Regions from separate parts of the Zea mays genome. Here region 1 is linked to region 2. Evidence: chromatin contacts called from public Hi-C data. All regions are on one chromosome and are shown on one strand. The core of a region is the stretch at or near the end of the contact, and the rest is flanking DNA. Distances in the headings are between cores, read along the strand shown. Region 1 overlaps LOC100382343 (DNA gyrase subunit B mitochondrial). Region 2 holds the start of LOC100191325.

Region 1 (4,978 bases), core at 1,512-4,011, 320 kb before region 2:
GAAATCTTGCCGTCTGCTGGACAAGCATAAAATTGTCTTGTATGAAGCGACCTTTGATGAAGGCGCTTTGTGCTTTAGAGATCAGCCCTTCCATATGACACCTCAACCTATTTGCAAGAACCTTAGTCACCAACTTGGCAAAACTGTGGATCAAACTAATGGGTCTGAAATCCTTGGCAGCAATAGCATCATTATGTTTTGGAAGCAGCGTAATGAAAGCTGTGTTAAGGAATCTGAAATTCCTGAAATCTCTCCCCCAAATAGTTGAAACAGCTGCCATAATGTCATTTTTTATAATAGGCCAGCAGCTTTTATAAAACTGCCCGGTGAACCCATCGGGGCCAGGAGCCTTGTCCGCGGGGAGCTGCTTGATAGTGTTCAAGATCTCCTCCTCAGTAATTAAAAACTCAAGAGCCTGAAGGTCATGTTGCTGCAGTCCCAAGGCATCAAGGTTGATAGTTTGGTTTCTGTGCACTTCACTTCCAATTAGATTCATATAGAAATCCCAGAAAACCTCAGCCTTCCCATCATGGGAGGTGAACAGCTGATCTCCATCCCGAATTGCAGTAATAAAGTTCTTCCTCTTGCGAAATCTTGAGCAAGCATGAAATAACTTGGTGTTGGCGTCGCCGTCCTTGAGCCAAGACAGCCGAGATCTGGTCCTAGCCACCGTCCTGAGCAGGGAAGCAAGGAACAAGCAATGTTTCTTTAATTGCTGTAGCAGCCAGCGTTCGAGATCAGAGAGAGGTCTACCATCCCTTGCTGATTCTAGCTGCAGCATCACTTCTCTAGCTAACTCGAGCTGTAACTTGAAGTTGCCCACTTTTTTGTCACTCCATCGTTGTTGGTAACAATTAGGGGTGCAAACGGATACTTATTCGGATATCCGTTTTTTGGTCTTTTTTCTTTGATTTTGAATTAATAAAATATAGAATCTGCTATGCAAATCTATATTCCACGCTCAAATATATCATGTCTTCTCAAATAATAGATATAAATTTCGGATACATATTGGATACAGATATTTTTTCACCTTTTTGGTAGTAGGGAGCAAATAATGTATAAAACAATTTATACAAAAAAATATTCTTATTTATAATAATGTGCTTCATAACATAAGAAGAGATTAGCATCAAATTTCATACATATATATTTTAAAATATTAAATGAAGTTTTTTATTTCAAATTTCATACATATCTATTTTAAAATATTAAATGAAGTTTTTTATTTCCTTACGATCTGCAGAGAGCATTATTTGATGAAGGTTGCATCTACGTTGGTGTACCTCCTCTTTACAAGGTTTGATTGTGGCTTCAAGTTTAGTAGTCTTGAAGACGAATTGATCTTAATTGTTAAAAGTTGTGTATGTTGTGGTGTTAGGTTGAGCGTGGAAAACTAGCACATTACTGCTATGATGATGCCGACCTCAAAGAGATAGTTAACACCTTCCCTGCAAATGCATCATATCATATCCAGAGGTTTAAAGGTACATTTAACTATTGAACAATGAGCTTCTAAGAAAATATCCTGGCACATAAAAAAACATTTTTCTTACTTCAGTGCACATTTTTAATTGCCTTCTATTTCATCTTGACAAACCCCTCAAACTGGCACCCATCCTCCCCACCTCCAACCGACAGATTATTTGTCTCCACTCACCCTGACTGGATGACTATACCGTCTTATGTCGGTTTCAAGTCTTTACATATTCAGTGGTTCTTATGTTTCCTTTGTCGTTATCTTCTATTTGCTTTTCTGGTGTTGCAACAGGTTTGGGTGAGATGATGCCTGCACAATTATGGGAAACAACGATGGATCCTGAGAGGCGGCTGTTGAAGCAGCTTAGGGTTGAAGATGCTGCCGAGGCCAATGTTGTGTTCTCGTCACTTATGGGCACCCGGGTAAGCAACCAAGATTCCTAAAAACACTTAGAAGCTAATGTTTTATTCTCCATGTTACTAAAAATCTCCATATTGTATCTTTCCAGGTTGAATATAGGAAGGAACTGATCCAGAAAGCTGCTAGCATGATCAACATAGATCAACTTGACATTTGAAGGCATTAAGTAAGGCTGTCCTTTCTGTGTATGATATAGAAGGTCCGCCACCTGCTGCTTTTCTTGCCACTCCAACAGGATTCTAGCGTTGCAGACTTGATGATACCTTGGCAACATCTTTTTGGTGCTAGAGTAGCAGAAAACGTAGGGTACAAACATTGGATCCAGGATGAGAGCTGGGTTTCCTAACGAAAACTCTGATTCATTTGTGGCGGTGCTATAACCATTTCAGCTTGACAGTTCAGAGCTCACGGGTGTAGTTCCCTGCTGACATCGTTCCTCCGATACGGTGTAATATGCTTTTATATCTATCGCCTAATATTTGCTTCATGATTCCGTGTCTCCTTTCTTAATCTGGCAGTTAAGTATCTGTATGAGCTATGGATTCGTCTGATGTTTAAATTGGACGGTTTGAACCCAGTTGACATGTGAGCAATATCTGGTTTGGTTTATAGGTACCAGGTTTAGAGAGCAATATCTAAGAGATTTTGTAAACTAAATCTCCAAACTCAATATTTAGTGGATCGTTGAAATAGATAGCTCTTCATAATAACATTCCAACGGACTCTTCATAATTGAAGCCACTCTGCATATTTCAATGGGGCACGTAACAGATCCAGTTTCGTTGTCGCTTGCGCCGTCTGTTGTCTCGCACGCTCGACGCGTTAACTGGACTAGGCCAGAGCTATAGAACGAGGCACTGGCGCCCTGCCATTGGCCAGCCGCGAGGCACTTCTCTGCATTTGTCATCGGTGCTGACATTTACCCGCCTGCCCATAGCCCTTTCGTCAGCTACTGAGGTACTGCAGCCGGCTACGCTGGGATTCCAACGCCGGGGAAGAGTACAGTACAACCGACCAGGGCCAAGTCAGGTAGGTTTTTCGGTGGCATCCCCTTATAATTTTTCCCTTATCCTAAGGTGGTCCTCTATCGTGAATTTCCGAAGTTTTTGGATGTGTTTAGTTCACCTTTCTAAAACAAATTTGCTGTAAAAAATATGGAATCTCAACCAAACGTCTACAACAGAATAGATTCCTGGAAATCTACATATTTCTCCGGTTCAGTTTAGAATTAACTTCTACCCCATACTTTCTAGGTTCATGCTATCTATTTAGTTGTCAGCTGTTTAGCCAAACATATTTTAGTTTTTCCAACTGTAAGACCACAATAATTTTTTTCACAGTTCAGAGTTAGAATAAGATTATTCAGGAATCGCAAAACCATTAGCTCGCAACACCTTTTTTTGTAGTTCACAACTAGAATCAGATTTGCAGGAATCTACAACTAAACCAAATAGACCCTGAATCAAGTGAGGATTCCTTGGACCATTCCGATGATGATGATGAAATATATGCTACTGGACAGAGCATACACTAAACAGTTGCGTCGTGGCTCCATAGAAGGACATCCGATATTGAATCGTGATAACCTCTAGCTGAGTTGGTTAGTTGGTCTGAGTAGCAATCCTCAAGTTCTATGTTCGATTTCCCGTGGGAGTGAATTTTAGGCTGAGATTAAAAAAAATACTCGTCGGTTCCCTTGGTCGGTATGGATGAACCAACCTATGGTGGATGGGCCCGTGTAAGGGAATGATTATGTGGGTTGGACCTCAAAGCATGGGTCAAGGCCTGAACCATAGGGAACCACATCCCCATGTATAAGTGATTGGGCTCTAGTTGAGCACTTCTTAGTGAAATATTGTCGGTGTTTCGTAACCACAAGATAGTTATTCTAGTGGTTTGTGTGTCTTGGTGTGGATGATGTGCAAAGTGGACACAAAGATTTTATATTAGTTCGGACGACTGAATGTCCATGCGTCTAGTTGAGTAACTTGTGTTACCTTGCACTTAGTTTGTAGTAGGGGGTTACAAATAGGCGAGAGAGGGAAGAGCTCCCAAGTCTCTAGTGAGTGTGCGAGCGAGGTGACAAGTTCTCTATGCGATTACAAGTGTGATGTGTTGACTTGTTGGCTATGTCTACAAGTGGTTGCACGTCCTCATATCATGATCCTTCCCTTCCTTTCATAGGCCAAGGTTAGAGAAGGATCTATTAGATAAGTCCGAGGGGTCAGACGGAATGATTAGGGGCCAGACCCTATTATGTAGCTTCTTTTCCTCTAGGGTTCTCGCCGGCCGAAGAACTCCATGGATGAGCCTTCTTCTGTCAAGGTACTATAGAGATGCCATCGTTATCCTAAACCATGTCGTTATGCACCATCTTGTCCTGTAGTGGTTTATTTGTCGTACTTTGTTGACTTATCTGTGATGGGGTGATTGAACATGTGTTTGGCGTCATGCCATGACATGTGACGACTGTATTCTAACATACCAACGTCATTTAGGCCACACACCCATGTTAGAGTCTGACTCATATGTTCCCATGTCTATAGTGCTCGAGATGGTACAAACTAACAAATTTTAGACCCACGCGGTCGGGCAAAGTATTTGACCTCTAGGCAAGGCGGAACTCTAGGTTAAGGTTTCCTAGCCTCGAGATTCTTGTGGGTCAGGGTTAGGTGAAGCAGAGACTTGAGGATAAGTCGCTTTTCTTGAGACCCTTAGGGATCGAGGGTCAAGCGAGACAAAATCGTAAGGTGGATCCGCTCGTCTCCTAGACCCATGTGGGTAAGGGGTTCAGTGAGACATGGTTGGCCTCATAAAGTGATTGCTTCGCCTCCAAAGGAGATGTCTGGGCCTGCTTCAGATGACCTGCGGTGTTAGAAGAGTGCAGTTTTTGGGCGCACCAAGGTGGGCAATGGGGCTAGTCGTCACTTAAGGCGAGCCAGAGTGACAAAAATTAAACTTTTATGCAATCAAAAAGTCAACATCTTAGCAACAAACACAACTTTAACATCTATAAGGATAGAAATGACGTAGATGCTCGATGTTCCATGCATTGGAGAAGACTTATTTGTCGATCGT
Region 2 (5,611 bases), core at 832-3,331:
CAGAGCCGAAGTGACCGCAGTCACTTCGCCGCTCCACTGACCGACCTGACAGAAGGACAGCGCTGCCTGCGCCGCACCGGCTGTAGTGCCACTAGACAGAGTGAGGCTGACAGGCAGTCAGGCCCGGCCCCAGGCGCCATAGGAAGCTCCGCTCCGCCCGACCCAGGGCTCGGACTCGGGCTAAGCCCCGGAAGACGGCGAACTCCACTCCGCCCGACCCAGGGCTCGGACTCGGGCTCAGCCCCTGAAGACGGCGAACTCCGCTCCGCCCGACCCAGGGCTCGGACTCGGGCTAAGCCCCGGAAGACGGCGAACTCCGCTCCGCCCGACCCAGGGCTCGGACTCGGGCTCAGCCCCTGAAGACGGCGAACTCCGCTCCGCCCGACCCAGGGCTCGGACTTGAGCTCAGCCCCAGAAGACGACGAACTCCGCTTCGCCCGACCCCAGGGCTTGGACTTAGCCCTGGCCTCAACCGACGGTCTCCGCCTTGCCCGACCCAGGGGCTCAGACTCGACCACGGCCACGGAAGACAGACTCGACCTCGACCTCGGAGGAGCCTCCACATCGCCCAACCTAGGGCGCGGGCCGACCACGTCAACGGGAGGCGCCATCATTACCCTACCCCAAGCTGACTCAGGCTACAGGGAACAAGACCGGCGTCCCATCTGGCTCGCTCCGCCAGATAGGCAATGATGGCGCCCCGCACGCTCTATGACGACGGCGGCTCTCAGCCCCCTTACGGAAGCAAGAGGACGTCAGCAAGGACACGACAGCCCCGACAGCTGTCCTTCCGCCAGGCTCCAGCGCTCTTCCGACGGCCACGACACCACACGAACCGGGTGCCACAACCTCTCCGGTTGCCACGACGGCATGTACTTAGGGCGCTAGCTCTCCTCCGCTAGACACGTAGCACTCTGCTACACCCCCATTGTACACCTGGATCCTCTCCTTACGCCTATAAAAGGAAGGACCAGGGCCCTCTTACAGAGGGTTGGCCGCGCGGGGACGAGGACGAGACAGGCGCTCGCGTGAGGCCGCTCGCTCCCTCTCCTGCGTGGACGCTTGTAACCCCCTACTACAAGCGCACCTGACCTGGGCGCGGGACGAACACGAAGGCCGCAGGATTTCCACCTCTTTCACGACCGTCTCCGGCCACCTTTCTCCCCCTTCGCGCTCGGCCTCGCGCCGACCCATCTGGGCTGGGGCACGCGGCGACATTTCACTCGTCGGCCCAGGGACCCCCGGTCTCGAAACGCCGACAGTACTTTATCTGGGACATGTGGCTTGATTAGGCGGAATTAAGCTTGAGGGGGTTGACCTGCTCAGTCCCTTAGCACGCAGTTAGGGCTAACCATATGGGTTCTTGACTTGACATAGTAGCAGAGGGCACCCATTCCTAGGGTAATGACAACATCCATCTACAAATATGGTGTTTGTCGTGCTTATATCTGTCTTGGGTGCCAATAATAGTAAATTTATCTGTTTTTAAAATGGTTGGAAACCATGAGTTCTGCGAGCGGTATTTACTAATATCACCTATGTGATGTTTGCCGTCCGTTTAACTATACTCTTTAGATGCTACTCCATCCGTTTATAAATATATGACGCCATTGACTTTTTTTAAAAAAACTTTGATCACTCGTCTTATTTAAAAAATAATGAGTTATTATTTATTTTTTGATTTAGTTTACGTTTGACTTAAAATTTTACTTTTTAAATAAATATTTTGAATAAAATGAGTGGTCAATGTTTTAGAAAAAATTAACAATGTCATATATTTGTGAACGGATGTAATACATCTTTTATGCTATATTTGATTTCTTGAAAAAAAATCCTAGAGTCAGACATGTTCTAATAAATAAATGATAACCCATAAATAATAGGAACAATTGGATCTATACCATTAAAAGATCCAAACTTTAGATATATACCATGGACCACACATGTCATTGACTCATGTGGACCCACATGTAAGTGAGATAGTAATGGTATGGATCCAAAGTGGTGATCTTTTAATGGTATAGATCCAAATTTCCCTAAATAATAACCCACGAGGCCTCGAAGCATCCACCGCGCAGCCCAACCAACCAGGCACCAGGCAACTACCACCACCGTCTCAACACGACAACACCCGTCTGGCCGTCTCGCCACGCTCGTCCGGCAGTCTCCTACCGGGCTCCGTCCCGTCCCGCCGCCTGCATCACCCAAGGGAAGTACAGCCGAGCCCCCACTCGCGTTCCCTGCCGCGCGACCTGATCGTACGGCCGGGGAGGCTGCCGCGCCTCCTGACCTCGCTTCCGCCTCGCCTCCCCGACCGGACCAGCGGCCTCCGTCTGAAGATGCAGGGCGGCGTCTCCGGATTCCGTAAGACGCTACCGCCCCTAGATCGCTGGAATTTTGCGTCTCTAGCAGCTCGTGCTTGTACAGTTTTCTGATCGAGGCGGCACTGATGCCGTTTCCCCTTTTGGTTCCAGAGAACGCGCCGGTGACGCGGGCGGTCGTCGTCGCGAGCGGCCTCCTGTCCGTCGTCTTCAGCGCGCAGCGGCGCGCCCGCGCCCTCGGCATCTCATACCAGGTGGGCCGAATCTCGCCGGTTCTGCTCAGTCTGCTGCGCTTGCGATTAGGTTTCCCGAATCTGTGTATTCGTTGTGACACGACCCTTAGCTTTATTCTTGGTGACGCTTTGTTTTGGTTGTATGGAGGGCCGATGGGATCTAATCTTCGGGGCTGTAGGTAAAGGTGTACCCGTTGTGGTCTTCAACTGATGCTAAGTTTTCTTTGTGGTGTTGGAAACGTTGCGTTGGTGAAGTTTATTTTATGCAGCTTAAATTGATATCTTAGGGTTTCAGGTTTTGGATTTGTTGCGCAACTGGGAGTATTGGCTCTTCATTATTGAAGGTTACAGATGTGGAGGGGTGTTGGTGGGACAACATGACTTATGCTTGTAGGATGGTACCAGTTATGACTGCATGGACTAAAGTTTTTAGCTGACCTGTGGAATAAGGTAGTGAGATCCAGGGCAGTGATTTTTTAGATGTTTGATATAGAAATGATGTATGGATTTAGACATCTGTTCTACAGAGATGGGCAATGCTGCCATTATTGTCAACAGAAAATAAAAGTGCGGGATCAGTTGGTCACCACCGAGTTGAATATCCATGTGCAGTCACATCTCCAAAACGGAAGACACTATAGGACATGTACCCTTGTGCATTTTGGCTTGTATATAAGTGTTACAATCTAATTAACTGACGGCATCTCTTAAAGTTCATGGAACTTGTATATTAGTTAACTAGCACTGCATGGGCAAACTATATATGTCTTTTGCATGGTCTGCATTCTGAAAATTAATTTGGCAAACTAAAATTCACGGTATGCAGAAGGTGTGAGAAGCTTAGCTGATATTATCTCACCAACAACAATTAGGGTGTAAGTAGCACAAAAGCATCACTTTATATAGGTGACTCCTCCACTATGATATGTTGCACATGACGTGTGCACTATGTGGTTTCAGTGATGGTCTTAGATTCATGATTCCAGAAATTAATTCATAAATGGTAGCATGTCGTTATCATTATATCAATTTGCCATATGAATGTCTGTTTGTTGAAATTTATTTGAAATTATAAAAGCTTCAAAGGAGCTTGAACTGCATCCATTTTTTTTTTGGCGATGCTCGCTGGGAGTAAGGTGTACCCGGCGAGCCAATGGTAGTAAGAGATCCAAGGGGACTGGACTGGAGACAGAACATAGGAAAACACTAGGGAACCAATAAGAAAGGCCATGCCAAATTCGGCGCCGCCTGAGTCATCTCCGGCGACATTGGATGGTCTAGAAGGGGTCCACGATAGAGACCGATCTGAGGGAGCAGAGCAGTGAGGAGCTGCAGCAAGAGGTAGGGAAGGAGCGGAGGGCAGGCTGCGCACGAGAGCACGCAAGGGAGATGTGGTGGTGCTGGACCTGCTTGAGAGGGGAGTGTGCATTCATGTCTCCGTGATGGCATGACCTGAGAAGGGGTGGTGTGCACAGGAGGGCATTCTTTGGTTGCCTAGTGGGCTGGGCGACCATTGCTCTTTTCTGTTTTTCGTTTTCCTTTCCTTCTTCCTGCTGTTATTTTCCTATTCCTTAGGATGGTAAAGCGCCGCCTCGCCTCGTCTTATGAACGCCTAGGTATTGCCTACGGGTTGTGAGGGTGATATGTCACCACAATTTGCCATGCTGCCTTAAAAAACATGACTGCATAATAGAATTACCTGTGGAATGTGAAGTTCATTGTCAATTCGTTACATGTGATATTTAATTCATAACTATCAATGGGTTAATTTATTGAAGTCCACAATTATCTTCTACCATGCCTTTCCCAGAACAGTAAGGCCCCGTTGTTTCGTTGGAATTGAATTCCATTCTAATAATCATAATTTAGACACAAACTAATTAAGTTAATATATTTTGTATGTGTAATATATTTGTATAGTATCCCAAATCATGAGAGAGATAGTTATACACTACACTTATGTTATTTTTCTCGAACCACTCACTACACTTATGTTATAGAGAAGCAAGTAGAAGAGTATGCTATAAGTTGTACATTAGAAAAGTAACATGCAAATCTATAGAATCAATTTCCATCTCTCAACTCATGAATTTGAGATAGACTTATGCATAAACTTTGGAAAGTTGTGGAATGTCACATTCTAAAAAAATAGCCTACTCCGTTAGTTTTATTCCAATTCCTCAAAATGAAGGGAAACAAGCGGGGTCTAATTGTAATTTTCTGTTGTACGATTAGTTTGGCTCCCTATCTTCTATAAAGCCCTTATGTTTCGTACCTAAATACTCCCTCCGTTCCAAAATAATATTCATTTTAGCTCTTGATTTTTATGTCTATTTAGTGTTGGATTACTTGTTTACTTTTGCTGTTGTATTGGGCTTAGGCCCAGCCCATGTACTTCTCCTCATTTATATATATACAACAGCACACCCTAATCAGGGTTACGGTTTTCCCTCAAACCACTCTAACATGGTATCAAGCCAGCCTTCTCCCTCCCTCCCCAACCATTCCTGAGCCACCAGAGCTCCATCGCCGCCGCTGGCCGCCTGGGGATTGCCGCTGCCGGCCCATTTCCTGGACATGGACGGCTCCTTCTTATACCCCTTCTCCCTACCCACCAGTGTTCTTAAGGCGCCTAGGCGAGCAAGTGGACTAGACAAGCGCCTTAGCGCCTAGGCGGCGCCTAGGCGACGCCTAGGCGGGAATGGCGAGCAAGGCGACCAGTTTTGCCCGGGCGCCTGGACGCCTAGGCGTCGCCTAGGCGACGCCTAGGCGACGCCTTAAGAACACTGCTACCCACCCTCACATGGCGCTGGGCATCTGTCGTTTCCATCGGCGCCACCTCACATGCTCACATTTAGAAATGTTTGACATCTTGGGGAAAATTGAATGTTAACTCTTGATTATAAGTGGCAACTAGCAAGGTGTCTTAATTTGTATATTTGTCCTTTATTTCATCTATATCTTTGATGTTACTCTTTTTTATTACTTGTCTAATCACTGACTGCTATCTTGAACCTTCTATTTTTATAAGAAGTTCAATCATTCTAAGATTAAGCC

The links. A called contact is a pair of places that touch in the nucleus more often than the background predicts.
Region 1: a Hi-C map of ear shows a contact between it and region 2, with 2.6 times the contacts expected there. The contact joins the enhancer-like site here to the promoter of LOC100191325 in region 2. A contact is called at or near these places in 2 of 25 Hi-C or Micro-C datasets (ear and tassel).

What each region holds. Positions count from the first base shown.
Region 1 is chr3:42,800,749-42,805,726 of Zm-B73-REFERENCE-NAM-5.0, reverse strand. LOC100382343 (DNA gyrase subunit B mitochondrial) reads left to right here. Exons shown (of 21, transcript NM_001175090.1): 18 at 1,247-1,300; 19 at 1,382-1,487; 20 at 1,772-1,902; 21 at 1,989-2,389. The coding sequence ends at 2,057. Among protein-coding and RNA genes, the nearest start is that of LOC100382343, 18 kb to the left of the region's middle. Within about 2 kb of position 2,761, at least 13 of the 20 cell types and tissues checked have an H3K27ac peak or open chromatin away from gene starts, as enhancers often do. A contact at or near this core is called in ear and tassel, where this site is marked.
Region 2 is chr3:42,476,624-42,482,234 of Zm-B73-REFERENCE-NAM-5.0, reverse strand. LOC100191325 reads left to right here and starts at 2,081. Exons shown (of 8, transcript NM_001136759.2): 1 at 2,081-2,364; 2 at 2,475-2,575. The coding sequence starts at 2,340.